Linked DNA regions of Sus scrofa: region 2 is linked to region 1. A link is a contact called in public HiChIP or PLAC-seq data. All regions are on one chromosome and are shown on one strand. The core of a region is the stretch at or near the end of the contact, and the rest is flanking DNA. Distances in the headings are between cores, read along the strand shown. Region 1 overlaps RPS6KA5 (ribosomal protein S6 kinase alpha-5). Region 2 overlaps C7H14orf159 (UPF0317 protein C14orf159 homolog, mitochondrial).

The links. HiChIP or PLAC-seq counts read pairs in DNA pulled down with a chosen protein or histone mark.
Region 2: a contact with region 1 is called in an H3K27ac HiChIP or PLAC-seq map of alveolar macrophages. The contact joins two enhancer-like sites. A contact is called at or near these places in 2 of 47 Hi-C or Micro-C datasets (embryonic fibroblasts and liver) and 1 of 2 datasets of contacts at active chromatin or transcription factors (alveolar macrophages).

The regions. Positions count from the first base shown.
Region 1 is chr7:112,679,054-112,682,327 of Sscrofa11.1, reverse strand. The region is part of intron 2 of RPS6KA5 (ribosomal protein S6 kinase alpha-5); the gene reads left to right. Among named protein-coding and RNA genes, the nearest start is that of RPS6KA5, 73 kb to the left of the region's middle. Within about 2 kb of position 1,992, at least 4 of the 83 cell types and tissues checked have an H3K27ac peak or open chromatin away from gene starts, as enhancers often do. A contact at or near this core is called in alveolar macrophages, where this site is marked.
Region 2 is chr7:112,799,174-112,802,828 of Sscrofa11.1, reverse strand. The region is part of intron 2 of C7H14orf159 (UPF0317 protein C14orf159 homolog, mitochondrial); the gene reads right to left. Among named protein-coding and RNA genes, the nearest start is that of C7H14orf159, 47 kb to the right of the region's middle. Within about 2 kb of position 1,603, at least 35 of the 83 cell types and tissues checked have an H3K27ac peak or open chromatin away from gene starts, as enhancers often do. A contact at or near this core is called in alveolar macrophages, where this site is marked.

The DNA.
Region 1 (3,274 bases), core at 743-3,242:
GGGAAGTGAAATAGAATTATAGAAATCTGGTCTGAGATAGCCATTGTAATCGGGTCCTAAGTTTAACTCTGAGGTTACCAAGAGAGATGTGTAAAGAGAAAATTCTTTGATTTTTTTTAAAGGAAAGGCATATAAATTCATCTAGAGCAGTGGCTTTCAAGTGTTTTTGACTATTACCTATAGGATAAAAGAGGTACATTTTTGTATTGCAGTTCAGTATGTGTATTTATGTGTATAGACATTTAGAGATACACACACACACACTTTTTTGCACTAACACTTATGTAATGTTTGTTGTCTGCCATGCCCTGTTCTAGATCCTTACATTAATTAATTTAATCCCCAGACCATATGATGTAAGAAGTATTATTGTCCCTACTGATGAAGCTGAGACACAGTTGTGTTAACTGTTTTGCCCAAGGTAACACAGCTAATAAACAGCACATCTAGGCTTCAGAGCCATGCAGTCAAGCAGCAGTCTGTTCTTAACCATTGTTCTGTGCTGCTCTTTTTCTCTCCCGCGCTTAGATTTGTTTACATTCACATCATACCCACACATGTGCATGTGTATAAAGAGGAAACAGGAGTTTTGTGAAATGCTTTTAGTATATTCAATTCCTTTTTAGTTTTTAAGTTTTTTTTTTTTTTTTTTTTTTTTTTGTCTTTTTGCTGTTGTTGTTGTTGTTGCTATTTCTTGGGCCGCTCCCGCGGCATATGGAGGTTCCCAGGCTAGGGGTCCAATCGGAGCTGTAGCCACCGGCCTACGCCAGAGCCACAGCAACGCGGGATCCGAGCCGTGTCTGCAACCTACACCACAGCTCACGGCAACGCCAGATGTTAACCCACTGAGCAAGGGCAGGGACCGAACCCGCAACCTCATGGTTCCTAGTCGGATTCGTTAACCACTGCGCCACGACGGGAACTCCTAGTTTTTAAGTTTTAAGAGGCTGTTTGGACCCACTTAATTGATGTCATCGTTCACTAATGAGTCTCCGCCCACAGTTGGAAAAAATTGGTCTAGAGAGACTTTTAACAAGTGCTGAAGTTATCAAATGGCTCTTTTATTATGGTCGGTAAATGATGTCAGGAGACTAGCGTCTTTGACAAAAGATATGGAGCTACTCTTGAAAAAACATAACTTTATTGATGTAATCTCTTTAGTAAGTGGCGCACAGAGGACTAAACCTCAATTTATCGCAGTGTGTTTCTGGATGGAACTTGTTACTGCTGTGGCCCAAGTGGGGTGCTTTCTCTTGAAACACAGGGTAGATTTTAGAGAACTACAGGGATGAACAGTAATATTTCCTTTCAATTCTGAGGTCTAATTAATCAGATATTTCAGATGAGTCTTTAAGGGTGCCAAATTACGGTTAGTCCGCTTCACCATTGAACCCCCTGAGTGTTTGCCTTTTGGGCATTGATTATGCTGCAGTCACAGTGAAATGAAGCTGCTGTTGCTGAGAATCCGTTCAGTGACGGTGGTCTTACCGGGGCTTGATACATACCACCCTCGAGGTACTTACCACGTCCACGTGGCTGGCCTGTTAACAAGGATGCCAGTTCCAAGAGCAGGACCAGTGAGCTTTCGCGTTCTAATAGAGTATTTAGGTTCCATTCCTCATGCTGCCGACGTGGGCGAATGAAGTTTCCAGGGGAAGATGGAGCGGAAGGCCAGTGGATGGACTATCAGCGCCCTGGACATGTCCCATGTGGCAAAATCGAACTCTTTCCTCTAGTGAGATTACATATGAGAAAGCGAGGTGGGCAGGCATTGTAATCAGTTCTTATGTTGTTGTGGCAGATGACAAAGCAGTGGCCATTTATAGATGTTAAGATATCTTCCTTTTCCGGAGTTCCTGTTGTGCAGCAGAAATGAATCTGCCTAGCAGGTTCAATCCCTGGCTAGTGGGTTCAGTCCCTGGCCTTGCTCAGTGGGTTAAAGTTCCAGTGTAGATGGCAAATGCAGCTCGGATCTGCGCATTGCTGCGGCTGTGGCGTAAGCCGGCAACTGTAGCTCCAATTTGACCCCTAGCCTGGGAACGCCCATATGCCACGGGTGCGGCTCTAAAAAGCAATATCTTCCTTTTCTGCAGTGGTGGCAGCTGAGTTTCCTGAGCTCACTTTTCACTTCGTGTGTTGTCAGGAATCATTTAATACCCAACTTAAAAGTGAAAGCCCATTGTTCCTTCTGCAGAGGGAAAGAGTCAGCAAGCTCCAGCTCTGTTCTCTGGATCTGCATTGTGAGTTTCTTTTTCTCCTTCTCTTCTTCCACTGCTTCTCCTTCTTTCTTCCCCTTCTTCTTCCTCCTCTTGTTCTTCTTCTTCCACATCTGCTGCATACGGAAGTTCCTTCCATGTTCTTATTGTGCCTTCTTTTTTAGTTTTGTTTTGTTTTCTTTTCTTTAGGGCCACACCCACACCATATGGAAGTTCCCAGGCTAGGAGTCAAATCAGAGCTGCAGCTGCCAGCCTGCACCACAGCCACAGCAATGCCAGATCCGAGCCACATCTGCAACCTACACCATAGCTTGTAGCAATGCTGGATCCTTAACCCACTGAGCAGGGCCAAGGATCGAACCTGCATCTTCATGGATACTAGTTGAGTTCATTACCACTGAGCCACAATGAGAACTCTGTGTGTTTCTTTTCCAAAAGACCCACCTTCAACCTTAGATCAGCACTTCAGCTGAGAAGAGGGTCCTTGGCTATATGCTGTAGAGCTCTTTCTGTGCTTGCTAACATGTTCACTTCTTTTCATGCACTCAGTGTTCTTTGAGTTTCCATCGTGTGCCAGCCCCAGAATGATTTGCTAAGGATACAAAGTGAGTAAAACCAGACATGGTCCATGGTTTTGTGGAAATTATAGTCCAGTAAAAGCTACACAATAAAGCAGTCACACAAATAAATGAAAACTCGTGTTTCTGACAATTTCTATGGCAGGGCATGTGTGGTGTTATGAGAGTATCAAGTTAGAGGAACTGTACTAGTCGGGGAAGTCAGGAGAGGCTGTGTGTCTGAAGGAGTGAGTGAACAGGATGGTGGGAAGATGGAAAGAGGTGGGTAGAAGCCAGATGATTTAGGTTGTAGTAAGCATTCGCCTTTTCTTAAGAGTACTTATGGCATTTTGAGCCACAAGGTTTATATTTTTATCAACAGTTTAGATGACAACCCCAAAGGTATGTTTACCAGACTGAGAATGAAAGCAAGCTGGGAGGCATAGCTGGTATGGTTGATGGCAGGTCACCCTTTAACAAGATTCCAGTATTCTGGAAGGG
Region 2 (3,655 bases), core at 354-2,853, 120 kb before region 1:
AGGAAAAAGAGAAATACACTTCTATCTTTTTTTTTTTTTTTTTGGTTTTTGCTTTTTAGGGCTACACCTGCGGCATATGGAAGTTCCCAGGCTAGGGGCTGAATTGGACCTACAGCTGCCAGCCACAGCCACAGTCACAGCCACAGCAGCTCAGGATCCAAGCCACACCTGCAACCTACACCACAGCTCAGGGCAACACTGGATCCTTAACCCACTGAGCAAGGCCAGGGATTGAACCTGTATCCTCAAGGATCATAGTCAGGTTTGTTAACTGCTGAGCCTCAAAGGGAACTCCTTTCTATCCTTTTTTAGGCAAATGTATTTTTGGGTCTTTTTGTTACCACTTAGCCTGTACCTAAGCAAAAATGAGTTTTCCCCAAAGGAACAGATGATTATTTTAGTACAGAAAGCTAGACTTTACTGAAAGCTTTCCCTGTGCCAGACATTGTTCTAAACACTTTACATGTATTATCACATTTAATCCACACAACACTCCCTAGATAAGGGCTATTATTTTATAGAAAAGGAGGCTCAGGTTCAGCACTTTATCTAAAGACTCGTGGTTACTGAGTAGCCAAACCAGCAGTCAAACAAATACTCCGAATGGAAGGCATACCCTTAGTTGCTATGCTTTTCAAGGCATAATTTTTCACAATTCCATGTGTCAAAGGACACAGCTTAGTTTTCCAGAGAGCTGTGCCCAAATGTTAACTTTTCTTCAAAATTACTGCAGGTACAAGAGAAGTGTTTTAGCTTCTCTGCAAGTTAGTTTCTCCAAGAGAGCGCAGGAAAGAGACCCAAACTACATGACCTCACGGAACTGCTAGAAGGATAAAATGAATTCACATGTGCTCAAGAAACGCTTTGAAAGCTATAAAATGGGGTGTAAATGAAATACTGCCTTAAGGCAGGCTGGGAAATCCTTAAAACTAAAATAACAAAATGCACTCAATTTTTTTTTTAAATGCAAATACCATCTAGCAATTTGGCAGATGGCCTAGAAACGTTGCGAAATCTGTTAAGAAATGTACATTTGGTTTTGTGCATCTGTCATCTTCAGCTGAAAACCGGAGAGATTAATTGAAATTAATTGAAAGAGAGCATACCTGTGTGCCTGGAGTGTGTGTGTGTGCGTGCACCCATGTGCGTGCACATGAGTGTGTGCAGGCACATTGATTCTTAATAGCAGGAACCATTGTTATCAAGAGCAGAAGTAGCAGCACCTGTGATGCCTAAAGGAAGTGGGTACAGAAAGAAGACAAGGCGAGAAGAGGGGAGTGCAAAACGCTTGCAGAGTAAGCGGGACTAGTGAATAGGGAGCTCCAGCTTGTGCTGCCCTGCTGCACTATGAGCCTGGTGTTCCAGAACTTTCAGAGGCACATGTGAAATTCTCCCATATTCTAAAGATGCTCAAGCATTTATAAAAAACGTATCCTGGAATCTAGCCCTGCTGCTGGAAGTCACATCTGACTCTTTAAGGTATTTCATCATCATTAGGGACAAGCCACAATTCGGTTTCTCCCAGCGAACCCCACCCTGCCCTGCCCTGCCTCACCCCATTCCCCCCTACCCTGCCCTGCCTCATCCCATGCCCCCTTCCTCTTCCTTCTTCCTCATCTTAACTCCACCCGTCTGGGGAAGCCAGCTGTCTCTTTGCGTTCTGCTCGCAGTCCTCTCTTTTCCTTCCTTTTAGCTTGTACCCCGTTATCTTGAAGACAAAGTAGCTTCCCTCCTCTGCATGCCAATCAATGCCACCGTTCTTTTTTCTGCCAACATCATCTCCCCCTGCTACCCGCCCCCAACATGATTTTTGCATGTGAAGTCAGGTGGATTACAGTGTGTTCTCCGTTGTCCTAATGAACCGGGGGGCAGGGAGGCACAGGTAACACTGGAGAGGAGATACTCCAAAGTCACAAGGCTTTGTCTTTGGTGTTTCGGTGGCCCACAGGTCAGAAGCCCGCCGCTGCAGTCACCTGTGCCCCCGCCCCATGGAGACTGAGACCGGGGACTCGTGGCCAGGAAAAAGCTTGCCTCCAGCCAAGGTGGAGGTGACAGGGTGACAGCCTGGCTGCTGCCTCCCCTCCACCTTTCCTTCCCCGAAGGTCCCTGCCTGTGTCCTGCAGGTGCCCAGGAAACTGTGACCTGCTGACTGCCCAGGTCTGCTGCAACCTGAAGTGCCCCGTCCACTGTCATCCCCTATTTTGGCATTAGCTTCCTGGCCTCCTCCAGCAAGCTTGGGGCCCAAAGGTCCATTGTTACTTCTGACAGGTTTCAGTTTCACTTTCTCTGCTTTTCATGTGACCTTGGGGTCCTTAGGGCAGTGACCGGGACTGAAAGAGGACAGAGGGGAGGCTGGCTGCCCACGCCTGGGATGTTGTCAGTAGCCGGGCCCTACCTGTCATGAGAGAGCCCAGCTTTTCCAAAGAGGAACAGATGGGGCCCCCAGGGAGAATTTCAGGGCATTTTGTGTCCTGCTAATTGGCTTTGCCCTGGGCGGGCTCTGCAGACCCTTCAGCTCCCGGGGTGGGCAGGGTGTGTGGACGCTGCCCACGGCAGAAGGGGCTGTGCTGTGTTCTGTGCCCTCCTGACTTACTGTTTGCTTGGGACGTCTGGACTAGGGCTACAAACAGTTCCTCTCTTTGTTTCCACCGCCTTGCAGAATGTATGCTTCCTTCAAAAAGGCACAAAGATCCCCTATTCTCTGGCTCCCCCGCGCCGCCCCAGTGGCTCTGTAGGGCTCGGGTCTGCAAGCCCAGACCAGCCCCAGCGCGGACTGTCGCAGCCTCGCTCAGCAGCCTGTGCTCACAAGGCCTGGGCACTGGCGGGTGGCCTGCCAGGCAGGCAGCCAGCCCCCAGTTCTTAAAGCTGCAGAGCCCCCGTGGCTGGGTGGAGGCCACAAACTTGCATCCAGCTTCCCTGCAGGTGTTAGCCTGCCCTCTCTGGAAACAGGGACACCAAATGCAAGAGTTTGGCTGATATCACCCAGGGAACTTGGAAAAATTCTGATGTCTGGGTCACAGCCCCATAAGTCCTTTTTCAAAAACCGAAATATAATCAGTATATAATATTACATTAGTTTCAAGTGTACAGCAAAGTGATGCAGTTTTACACATATATAAATTAATTTTTTTAGATATTTTCTGTTATACTTATTACAAGGAATTGAATATGATTCTCTGTGCTATAAGTAAACCTTTCTTGCTTGTCTATTTTATGTATATAGTTGTATCTGTTAATCCCATACTCCTCATTTATCCCTTCCCCCTTTGGTAACTATAAGTTTGTTTTCTTTCTGTGAGTCTGTTTCTGTTTTGTATATAGATTCGTTTGCATTCTTTTAAAGTTTCCACATGTAAGTGATATCATAATATTTGTCTTGTCTGACTGACCTCACTTAGTATGATAATCTCTAGGTCCACCCATGTTGCTGCAAATGGCAAGATTTCGTTCTTCTTTATGGCCGAGTAATATTCCATTGCATACCTATACTACATCTTCTTAAACTAATGGTCTGTTGATGACCCCAGGAATTCTGTTGGAATTGATCTGGGAGTGCCCCCTGGGCACCCAAATTTTTCAAAACTGCCCAGGAGGCTCCAATGTGCAGCCAGTTTGATCACCATCAGGGCTCCTCAAACATCAATGTGCTCAAAAA